Linked DNA regions of Hordeum vulgare: region 2 is linked to region 1. A link is a contact called in public Hi-C data. All regions are on one chromosome and are shown on one strand. Each heading gives the region's core, a stretch centred on a gene start, on an enhancer-like site or on the middle of the called end of the contact. The rest is flanking DNA. Distances are from core to core; before and after follow the strand shown. Region 1 has its middle 110 kb from the start of LOC123407021. Region 2 holds the start of LOC123407021 (EIN3-binding F-box protein 1-like).

The links. A called contact is a pair of places that touch in the nucleus more often than the background predicts.
Region 2: a Hi-C map of seedling shows a contact between it and region 1, with 3 times the contacts expected there. The contact joins the promoter of LOC123407021 here to the enhancer-like site in region 1. A contact is called at or near these places in 3 of 6 Hi-C or Micro-C datasets (leaf and seedling) and 1 of 1 datasets of contacts at active chromatin or transcription factors (embryo).

Annotation. Positions count from the first base shown.
Region 1 is chr7H:527,798,903-527,803,944 of MorexV3_pseudomolecules_assembly, forward strand. No RefSeq gene overlaps it. Among protein-coding and RNA genes, the nearest start is that of LOC123407021, 110 kb to the right of the region's middle. Within about 2 kb of position 3,234, at least 3 of the 3 cell types and tissues checked have open chromatin away from gene starts, as enhancers often do. A contact at or near this core is called in leaf and seedling, where this site is marked.
Region 2 is chr7H:527,905,762-527,910,094 of MorexV3_pseudomolecules_assembly, forward strand. It overlaps LOC123407021 (EIN3-binding F-box protein 1-like), which reads left to right and starts at 1,577. Exons shown (of 2, transcript XM_045100050.1): 1 at 1,577-1,969; 2 at 2,098-4,333. The coding sequence starts at 1,945. The coding sequence ends at 4,034.

The DNA of each region.
Region 1 (5,042 bases), core at 1,984-4,483:
GTGGAACCACCCGGCGGGGCGTGCAGCTGAACGGAAACAACCGGCTTGCACCCAAAAGAGCGGCAGGTTCTCTGAACGTACGCCGCCGCCCGGCAAGAGAGTAGAGACGTCGTACGTAAGTTGGGTGGACATGCATGCACCGAAATAGCTCAAGGACTACTCCCGACCTTTTAGAAATTCTACCATGCACTATATACGAAGCAAAATGAGTAAACTTATATCTTAATATATGTCTATACATCCGTATGTGGTCCATAATGTAATTTCTAAAAGATCTTATATTTAGGAACGAAGGGAATAGTTCAGACACTGGTTTTTCCTCGACCGTCGCCATGTATGCTTACCGCGTCCAGCAGAGTGCATGCATGGATTCAGCTCACCGGGACAGCTCCAGACAAAGGTCGTGTGTATAATAGAGATATTGTCGAAGAAGAGATAGTACACCGCTAGCAACTTGACAAATACTCCCTCGGTTTTAAAATATACTCCCTCCGTACCTAAATACAAGTCTTTAAAAATATTTCATTAGGTGTCTACATACGGAGCAAAATAAATAAATTTCTACTCTAAGTACGTCTATATACATCCGTATGTAGTACATTAGTTGAACCTCTAGAAAGACTTATATTTAGGAACGGAGAAAGTAAGACTTTCTGAATATTTTAATACGGACTACATACGAAAAAATGAATCGACACTCTAAAATATATATATATATATATATATATATATATATATATATATATATATATATATATATATATATATATATATATATATACATACGTACGTAGTTCATGTTAAAATCTTTAAAAAATCTTATACACCCTTCGACCCATAATTCCATATGACTTACAATTGCTTTGGTACAACTGTAACTATTTTGCTTTTGTTCGCAACGGTACGTCCGAGTCATTAGGGCTCGTCGTTCTGTCTGCTTCGAATGGAGATGTATTCTTACCACTAGGCAGCAAGAATCCAGAGTATTTCGTGCGGAATACTACAAGCCTAGTGTTCTGTTTCCTTATAACTAAAAGAAGGCAAAGAAAGCAAAAGAAGAGATAAAGAGTCACCCTCGGCTGTTGTACTTGTATTACCAAAAATACATGTAGTCCCTTGAAAACATATCCATGGTGCGTACGTTCAGTTCACCAGGACACGGCCACGCTGTGGTCATGGTCTCGAGTCTAGAAATTTGCCTGAAAGCCGCTTCAAAAGTGGTCTTTCTGAGCAATTTGCAGACAGAATGGGATTGATGATGCATTAAATTTTGTCTTGTACATCAACTGGCTCCTTAATTGGTCATGAATTCATCATGACACAGTACGACAGTAGGTGCTGCTAATCTAGAACTGGATTCAGCTCCCCGGAAGATGCATCATGGGAAAAAGATTGAAGGACCAAGTGGACAATGTGAGTTGCGACGTGCGACCTGCATTCCTCCGTGCTCAGCAGCTTTCTCGAAGGATATGCACCTCCAATAATGTTGCCATTTCAAACCATTTTTACAGAAGTCGTAAATTACTCCATGCATTGCCAGTTTCGTCTTTGAACCGCCCACATATAGTCTAGCTCAACGCAGAAGAGGAAACCAAGTTGTCTCGTACGTTGCCGGCAACGACCGATCGATCGATGGCGACCTGTTTGTACTTGGACGAAGAAAAGGTTTAGCGAAATGGACACGCTCTAGAACTCTGCCGAGCCAAAAGAAGAGAACGCACACGGCAGAAACAGACGAAAAGCTCTGCAAGTGGCTAAATTTCATGTTTTAACCTTTTAAAACAAGTTGATCAATATTTGATCCTCGTTTATAAAAAAATTGAGATCGGCTCCGTTTCCTATTACTGATGACTGTAGGATATGATATTGAATTCATGCTTCAGTTAACTTATTCAAAAGTCCGAATTGATGAAGAGAGACGGGGAATATATTTCAACACTCCCCCTTACGTAGGTTATTTTAGTCCTTAGACGTGGGATCGATGTAGACCGTAGAATCATTTATTTTTAAAACTACGTTGGCATGGTCTTGAACTGAAGACCTTTTGGATTTGATACCATATTGAATTCATGCTTCAGCCAACTCATTTAAAATTCTGAACTGGTGGAGGGAAGCGGACAATATATTTCAACATATAACAACCTACCGTCAAGGTCTTTGCGGTAGGATTGCATGCCCTACCGTAAACATTGCTAAGTTCCAGACGCAGTGCGTGTACGCATCCTATCCTACGTACCTTGGCGATAGGGTTGCGTATGCTACCGCCAGCACCTGTGAGGATAAGGATGAATTGCGATGACGTGATCCCTTTTCATATCATCAGATATCTTGGCAGTAAGTTGTTATATTCTACCGTCATGAACACCAACGATAGAAAAAGAGTCAGATTTTAATTTTTTTATAAACAAGGGTTAAATTTTGATTAATTATTCTAAAAAAACAAAACATGAAATTTCGCCTCTGCAGGTTCGTGCGCCGGGCGGCGGGCAGGCGGGACGTCGTCGGGTCGCATACGCACGTACATCAGAGTGCAGTGCGACCATGAATGGATAATTGTTTTCTAAGTTGAGGGCATATTAAAGCATCTCCAATAGATAGCGCGGCAGTGCGGCGCTTTAAATTTTATTTACAACGTTGAAATAAGGTTTTTTTTATCCAACAAATTCATAAAAACACGGCGTCCAATCTTAAAGTCCCACTTGCAGCGTTCAGCGTAGGCAATCCGGTGCCCCAATACCGGATGCACCGTCGACGTTGATTTTTATGCATGCTCTATTTTAAAGCTTCTGCTAAAGGGTTGTTTTTCGTCTCGACACAAAAAAAAAGGACCGAACAGTTTTTGAATGTCTGTTAAAGATGCTAGGTTGCATGCATAATCATGCATGTATGGATGCATGCGTTAACTGCTAGGCCTCTATGACAGCCAGTTTTTTTATGCCTGGTGGAGATGCTCTTAGAGGTTGCATGCATAATCACGCATGAACTGCAAGGCCTCTATGACAGCCCACCCTACTTCTTTCCTCCATCATCTAGATGTATCAATCCATGGATTCAGCTCACCAGGGCGTCGTCATCATACATGCTCACCTGGTGCACGCAGGGTAGCAGCAACCTGATTTTCCCTTTGTTAACTGCAACTGTCTGCAGGTGTTTTGGCTGGCCAGCTTGCACGCCAGAGCCGACCTCGAGATACAGCTAACATTTCCTTGTGTTGGGACTCTCGACCGATCGATGAATCAAGTGGGTCATGGACCAGGAATCTAACCACGAACCGCAAAGGGCCTGCTGCATGCAAGCATGCTCCATGATTGCGAAGCTGCAAGTTGCGTGCCCTCTCGATGCTTTTGTATGGTGGCATATAGTCATGTGATTTCTTTGTTTTTAGATAATGGAAGAGAATCTATCTCTGCATTCCCTCAAAGATAAAACACTGATATAGTAGAATATGGTATGTATTAATGTATATATGATTGATCTCATCATGCTGGTTGGTACTGTTCAAAACTGGACTATAGATATTGTTTTTGCCATGAAAAGCTTCTTACCATATACGGCGGGAATATATTTTCGAGACAGAGGGCCTTGGCATTGGGAAAAAAAATTCAAATACCACGGTAGTTCATAATCCCATATGGCGCTACATTCATGCAACTTACTCCCTCCGTTCCTAATTATAAGTCTTTCTAGACATTCTACTAGAAAACTAAATACGGATGTATATAGACATACTTTAGAGTATAGATTCATTCATTTTATTGCGTATGTAGTCATCTAATGAAATCTCTTAAAAGACTTATATTTAGAAACGGAGGGAGTACTTTCCATGTTCCTAAATATAATTTTATTAAAGATATATTAATATAAACTACATACAGAATAGAATAAATATATCTATATTTTAAAATATGTTCATATATACCTATATGTAATTTTGGTTGAAACTAGCTTAATGCCCGTGCGTTGCCACGAAACACTAAAATTAGACACACGCATTGATCAAACATAGCTCCACATGGCACTCCGGACCCGATGATTTTTCCGGTGAGGCTCCCACTAAATATAGAAGTTGCCGATGCGTTCATAGAAGACAAAATATATTAAAATAAATAAATTAGATCAAAGTGTATTTAAATATAGTAAACACACATGACAGGCACGACAATAGTGAATGTTTTGTAATAAACATCACTCTGTTATGTTTCTCCATTTTCCTCTTGAAGAATCATCATCACCCGACTCTTTTAGGCTGGTTCGTTGAGCCACAAGAGCGTCAATATTAATAAGCATGGTTGTTGGATGCTTCCAAATGCGGCGGGTTTGGCCACCCTGCTGTCGTGGCAAACGATCCTATGGCTTGCTTCGGTGCTATCGGCGAGTAGGTCATGGTCGTCTCAGCCTTTCAGCGCAGTTTTGCGGACCATGCAACTAACCTGCGCATGACATGCAAGCCGGATGAACCCTGCTACATATTAATCTTCTTTGGATGGGTGTGGGTGACAACCTTGCTGATGATTACATAAAAATAATAAAGGGGAAGATACAAGCTTCTCTTCCTCTCTCACACTATGTGCCATCATTGTGGCCACACTTTTTCATATTGCTAAATGCGCAAACATAACTTAGAAAATCCGTTAATGAGTATAGGTTCATAATTAGATCCAGTTTCCGCACTGGAATAGATGAGCATATAAGATAATCATTAGATAAAACAATTCAATTCTTATAATTGGAATATTTCATATCAATACAAAAAACATGCTCTAAAAATTAAATCATAGCGGTTCAAGGCCTTCCCAATCAAACATGCGAGTGAACCAGAATGCTATTGTATTGACCAAAAGATTGTCCAATTTAAAATTTATAAATCAAAACCAAAAGGTAGTAACTTCATGGGTTGTTTATCTATGATCACATAAATATCTCAACAGCAACTGAAAAGAAGTCACCCTAAACTTCTAACCATATGTATACCGGGTGGACATCTTCGCTTCGTGCAAATCTTTCAGTCTTTTTGTGTCCATCACAACTTCTTCGGTTTTTCG
Region 2 (4,333 bases), core at 327-2,826, 110 kb after region 1:
ACCAAAACCTCCAAGGGAGAAGATGTGCTTTTAGTTCCCCTTAACATAGATCACGCTTAGGGCCTGTTTGGGATTGCTCTGCTCCTTAACATTCAGCTCTGCTCCAGAAAAGACAAGCCAAACGGGGTAGCTTCATGATATGCCGCTCCGCAAAAAAATTAGAATATGGGATAGAACTTCAAATTTTTTATGAAGCTCCTGAGAGGGTGCTCCAAAATACTCTAGAAGCTAGAGTTGGGGGGAAATTACCCACCACTGCCACCAGTAAGTGGATACCCCTTCGTTTCTCCCCCCTCAATCAATCAAATAGATTCTTTCCATCAGATTTTCTATTTTTGAAGCTGGAGCTAGATGGAAGCCAAACATTCTCTTAATAGTGCTATAGCTTTTGTATGAAATTGCTTCAAAGTGAATTTGATAAAGTGAAGCTGATTTTGATGAATTGAAGCAGTCCCAAACAAGCCCTTAGTTCCTTTCCATTTGCTTCGTTTCATTCGTTCGACGGATGGTCTGCCTGGTTTAATTGCTAATGGTCTTTTTAGCCTCGGGTAAGATTAATCTAGATGGTTAGATGTTTTAAGTGGATTTGATCGTAAGGCGTTTAGTGCTTTTGTGTATGTTTAGTGGGATGTACCTAAGAAAGAAAATGTTTACTCTTTTATATTTAGTAGAGATAGTAGAGATGTGGGAGGTGAGGTGAAAAAAACACCGCTAGATGTGACTTGATAAGATACAAAAAAATGATTTGTTATTTTTGTTGTATCAGAAAAGTTACGATTGTTGATTAATAGTAGAGATTAGTGCGCGGGATTAGCGGTTTGTTATTGAGAAATATATGATTTTGTTTTGAAGATTATTGACAAAAAAATATATCTATCTTTTAGGAAGGTGATCTTATATATATGATGTGATTTCACAATTCTTAGTTACCTAGTATTATTTAAGATATTGAATTGAATCAACATCTGCCAAATCAAGTACGAAACAAGATCTCCCTCTTTAACAAGATTTGGTTTTAAATGAGAGGGAGAAAATCCAGTGAAAGGGGATGGTGGGAGTTGAGGCAAAAATAAACCAGTATGAGAGGATTATGGGAGGTGAGGCGGGAAAAACTCCGTGAAAATGAAGCTATCAAGTCACCTTTAAATATAAAGATGAAATGTATATAATTATGCATAAAAAATATAAATTTTTGATTATTTTTTAAAGACGAAGACAAAAGCTTTGGAGTACTCTCTCCGTTCCTAAATACAAGTTTTTTTTAAAGGTTTCACTAATAGACTAAATACGGATGTATATAGACATACTTTAGAGTGTACATTCAATCATTTTGTTCTGTATATAAATTCTAACTAAATCGTTTAAAAAAACTTATATTTAAGAACGAAGGGAGTAGAATGCATGCATGCGTACCATACATGTCCTCAAAACGTTGAAACCGCAACTCCATCTAGTCTAGTCCACAAACCCGGTTCATGTTTCCAAAGCGTTTGAAATTCGAAACGAGAAGGCCCCCAAAACTCCAAACCAGCATCTTCCACAGCCCGAGAGAGAGAGAGAGAGAAAAAAGCAGCACCAACCCCTGTGGCTGTGGCTGCGCGGACGCGCCAGCGGAGTGAGGAGGGAGGTGCATGCATGCACGCGCATCACAGCGGCGGTACAGTGTACACCCCCCTTGACCCTCCCCGGCGACGAGATTCATTGAATCCCAGCAAATCTTCATCACAAGTTGCGCCAGCAACTGGACCGGATTCCCCGCCCGCACCATCCACATAAGAACCGCTGCCCTCCTTCCTTCCCCCAACCCACCACCACCCCACCTCCACCCCACCCCACCGCTCCTCCTCCTCCTCCCCCTATTTTTTCCCTTCGACAGGGTTCGTTCGCTCGTTCGCTCGCTCTTCGATCCCTTCTTCGCAGCAGCTCTTCGATCTCTTCCTCGCCATGCCTCCCTTCCACGATTGCCGCGGTAAGCAAGGGCCCCGAACTGAATTCTAGATCGACCGCCTGTTCGTGCGGCGTTTCGTTCGCCGGAGATCTGGAGGAGTTTTCTGGTCCGGCGTGCTGAATTTTCTGTGCGTTTGTTTGTTTGTGTAGATGGCGGTCTGCTTGTCCTGGACCCGGCGGCGGCCGCGGCGGCTATGTTCGGCGGCGTGCGGCATCGGAAGCGCGCGCGCGTCACGGCCGTGCACCCCCGCGTCTTCGCCGCTGCGGAGGAGGCGCTCCGGGCGGCGCCGGCGGCCAAGAGGCAGAGGCTGAGGGAGGCGCCGACCCTCGACGCGCTCCCGGACGGGTGCCTCTTCGAGGTCCTGCGCCGCGTGCAGGGCGCCCGCGCGCGGGGCGCCTCCTCCTGCGTCTCCCGCCGCTGGCTCGCGCTGCTCGGCGGCATCCGCGCCTCCGAGATCAAGCGGGCCCAGGCCCCCGCCGTGCCGGACCTCAACCAGGTCTTCGTCTGCGAGGACGAGGACCAGGACGGGGCCGAGGCAGCCTCCGCTCGCCCGGGCCGCTCCGAGAGGACCCTCGAGGGCGAGGCCGCCACGGACGTCGCCCTAACCGCGGCGGCCGTCGCCGACGGCCTCCGCGGCAGCCTGGAGAGCGTCCTTGTCCGTGGGAGCCACCCGACGCGCGGCGTCACCGACAGCGGCATCTCCGCGGTCGCCCGTGGGTGCCCCTCGCTCCGCTCGCTCGCCTTGTGGGACGTGCCGCTTGTGACGGACGCCGGGCTCGCTGAGATCGCCGCCGGCTGCCCCTCGCTCGAGAAGCTCGACATCACCGGCTGCCCGCTGGTCACCGACAAGGGCCTCGTCGCCGTCGCTCAGGGCTGCCCGGATTTGAAGACGCTCACCATTGAATCATGCTCTGGCGTTGCCAATGAAGGACTCAAGGCCGTCGGCAGGTGCTGCTCCAAGCTGCAGGCGGTGAACATCAAGAACTGTGCGTATGTTGGTGACCAGGGAGTGTCTGGTCTCATCTGCTCCGCGACAGCCTCGCTTGCCAAGGTCTGCCTTCAGGGTTTGAGCATCACTGATGCTTCTCTTGCCGTGATTGGGTACTACGGAAAGGCGATCACAAACCTCACCCTCACTCGCCTGTCATCGGTCGGCGAGAGGGGTTTTTGGGTGATGGCAAACGCCCTTGGCCTGCAGAAGCTCAGATGTATGAGCATCACCTCCTGCCCAGGAGTCACCGAGCTGGCACTTGTTTCCATTGCCAAGTTCTGTCCGAGCTTGAAGCAGCTTTACCTCAGGAAGTGCAGCCAAATCTCGGATGGTCTTCTCAAGGATTTCGCAGAAGCAGCCAAGGTTCTGGAGAATTTGCAGATTGAGGAATGCAACAGGGTTACTCTCACGGGCATCCTTTCTTTCCTCCTGAACTGCAGCCCAAAGTTCAAGGCTCTCTCTTTGGTTAAGTGTACTGGTATCAAGGACATTTGCTCTGCACCTGCACAGCTCCCCGTTTGCAAATCACTTCGGTCCCTTACCATCAAGCAGTGCCCCGGATTCACAGACTCGAGCTTGGCCGTGGTTGGCATGATCTGCCCTCATCTGGAGAATCTTGACCTGAGCGGTCTTGGTGCCGTCACCGACGATGGCCTCCTTCCATTGATCAGGAGTTCCGAAAGTGGGCTGGTTCATGTCGACTTGAATGGTTGCGAGAATCTCACAGATGCAGCTATTTCCGCCCTGGTGAAGGCGCACGGCACTTCTCTTGCACATCTGAGCCTTGAGGGCTGCAGTAAGATAACTGATGCAAGTCTGTTTGCCATTTCCGAGAGTTGCTCCGAGCTCGCCGAGCTTGATCTTTCAAACTGCATGGTCAGCGACTATGGTGTTGCGGTGTTGGCATCCGCGGAGCGGCTCAAGCTCCGTGTCCTCTCACTGTCCGGCTGTCTCAAGGTCACACCGAAGAGCGTTCCATTCCTGGGAAGCATGCCTGCATCGTTGGAGGGCCTCAATCTCCAGTTCAACTTCATCGGCAACCACAACATTGCATCACTGGAGAAGCAGCTCTGGTGGTGCGACATCCTTGCTTAAGAGGATCTCCAGATGCAAATATACGACCGTAGGTAGTACTTCTTCAGTCAAGCTTCATAGCAGAGTCGGGTTCATCGGTTGCGCGTTTGAGTCATGGTGGGCTTCCTTTGTCTTAGGGTCGGTTGTTTTCCGGGGGACGCTTTAGCCAAGTGCTCGTTTTTTGCAGGCCTCCTCTCGCGAGGTTGCCTGTTCCTTGAGCCTTCGGCTGCCATTAGCGTGGCACCCTGTCCCTCTACCCCCAACCTATGCCCTTGTGATTACAGTCCCTACACCATGCTTCTTTTTTTCTCTCCTTATCA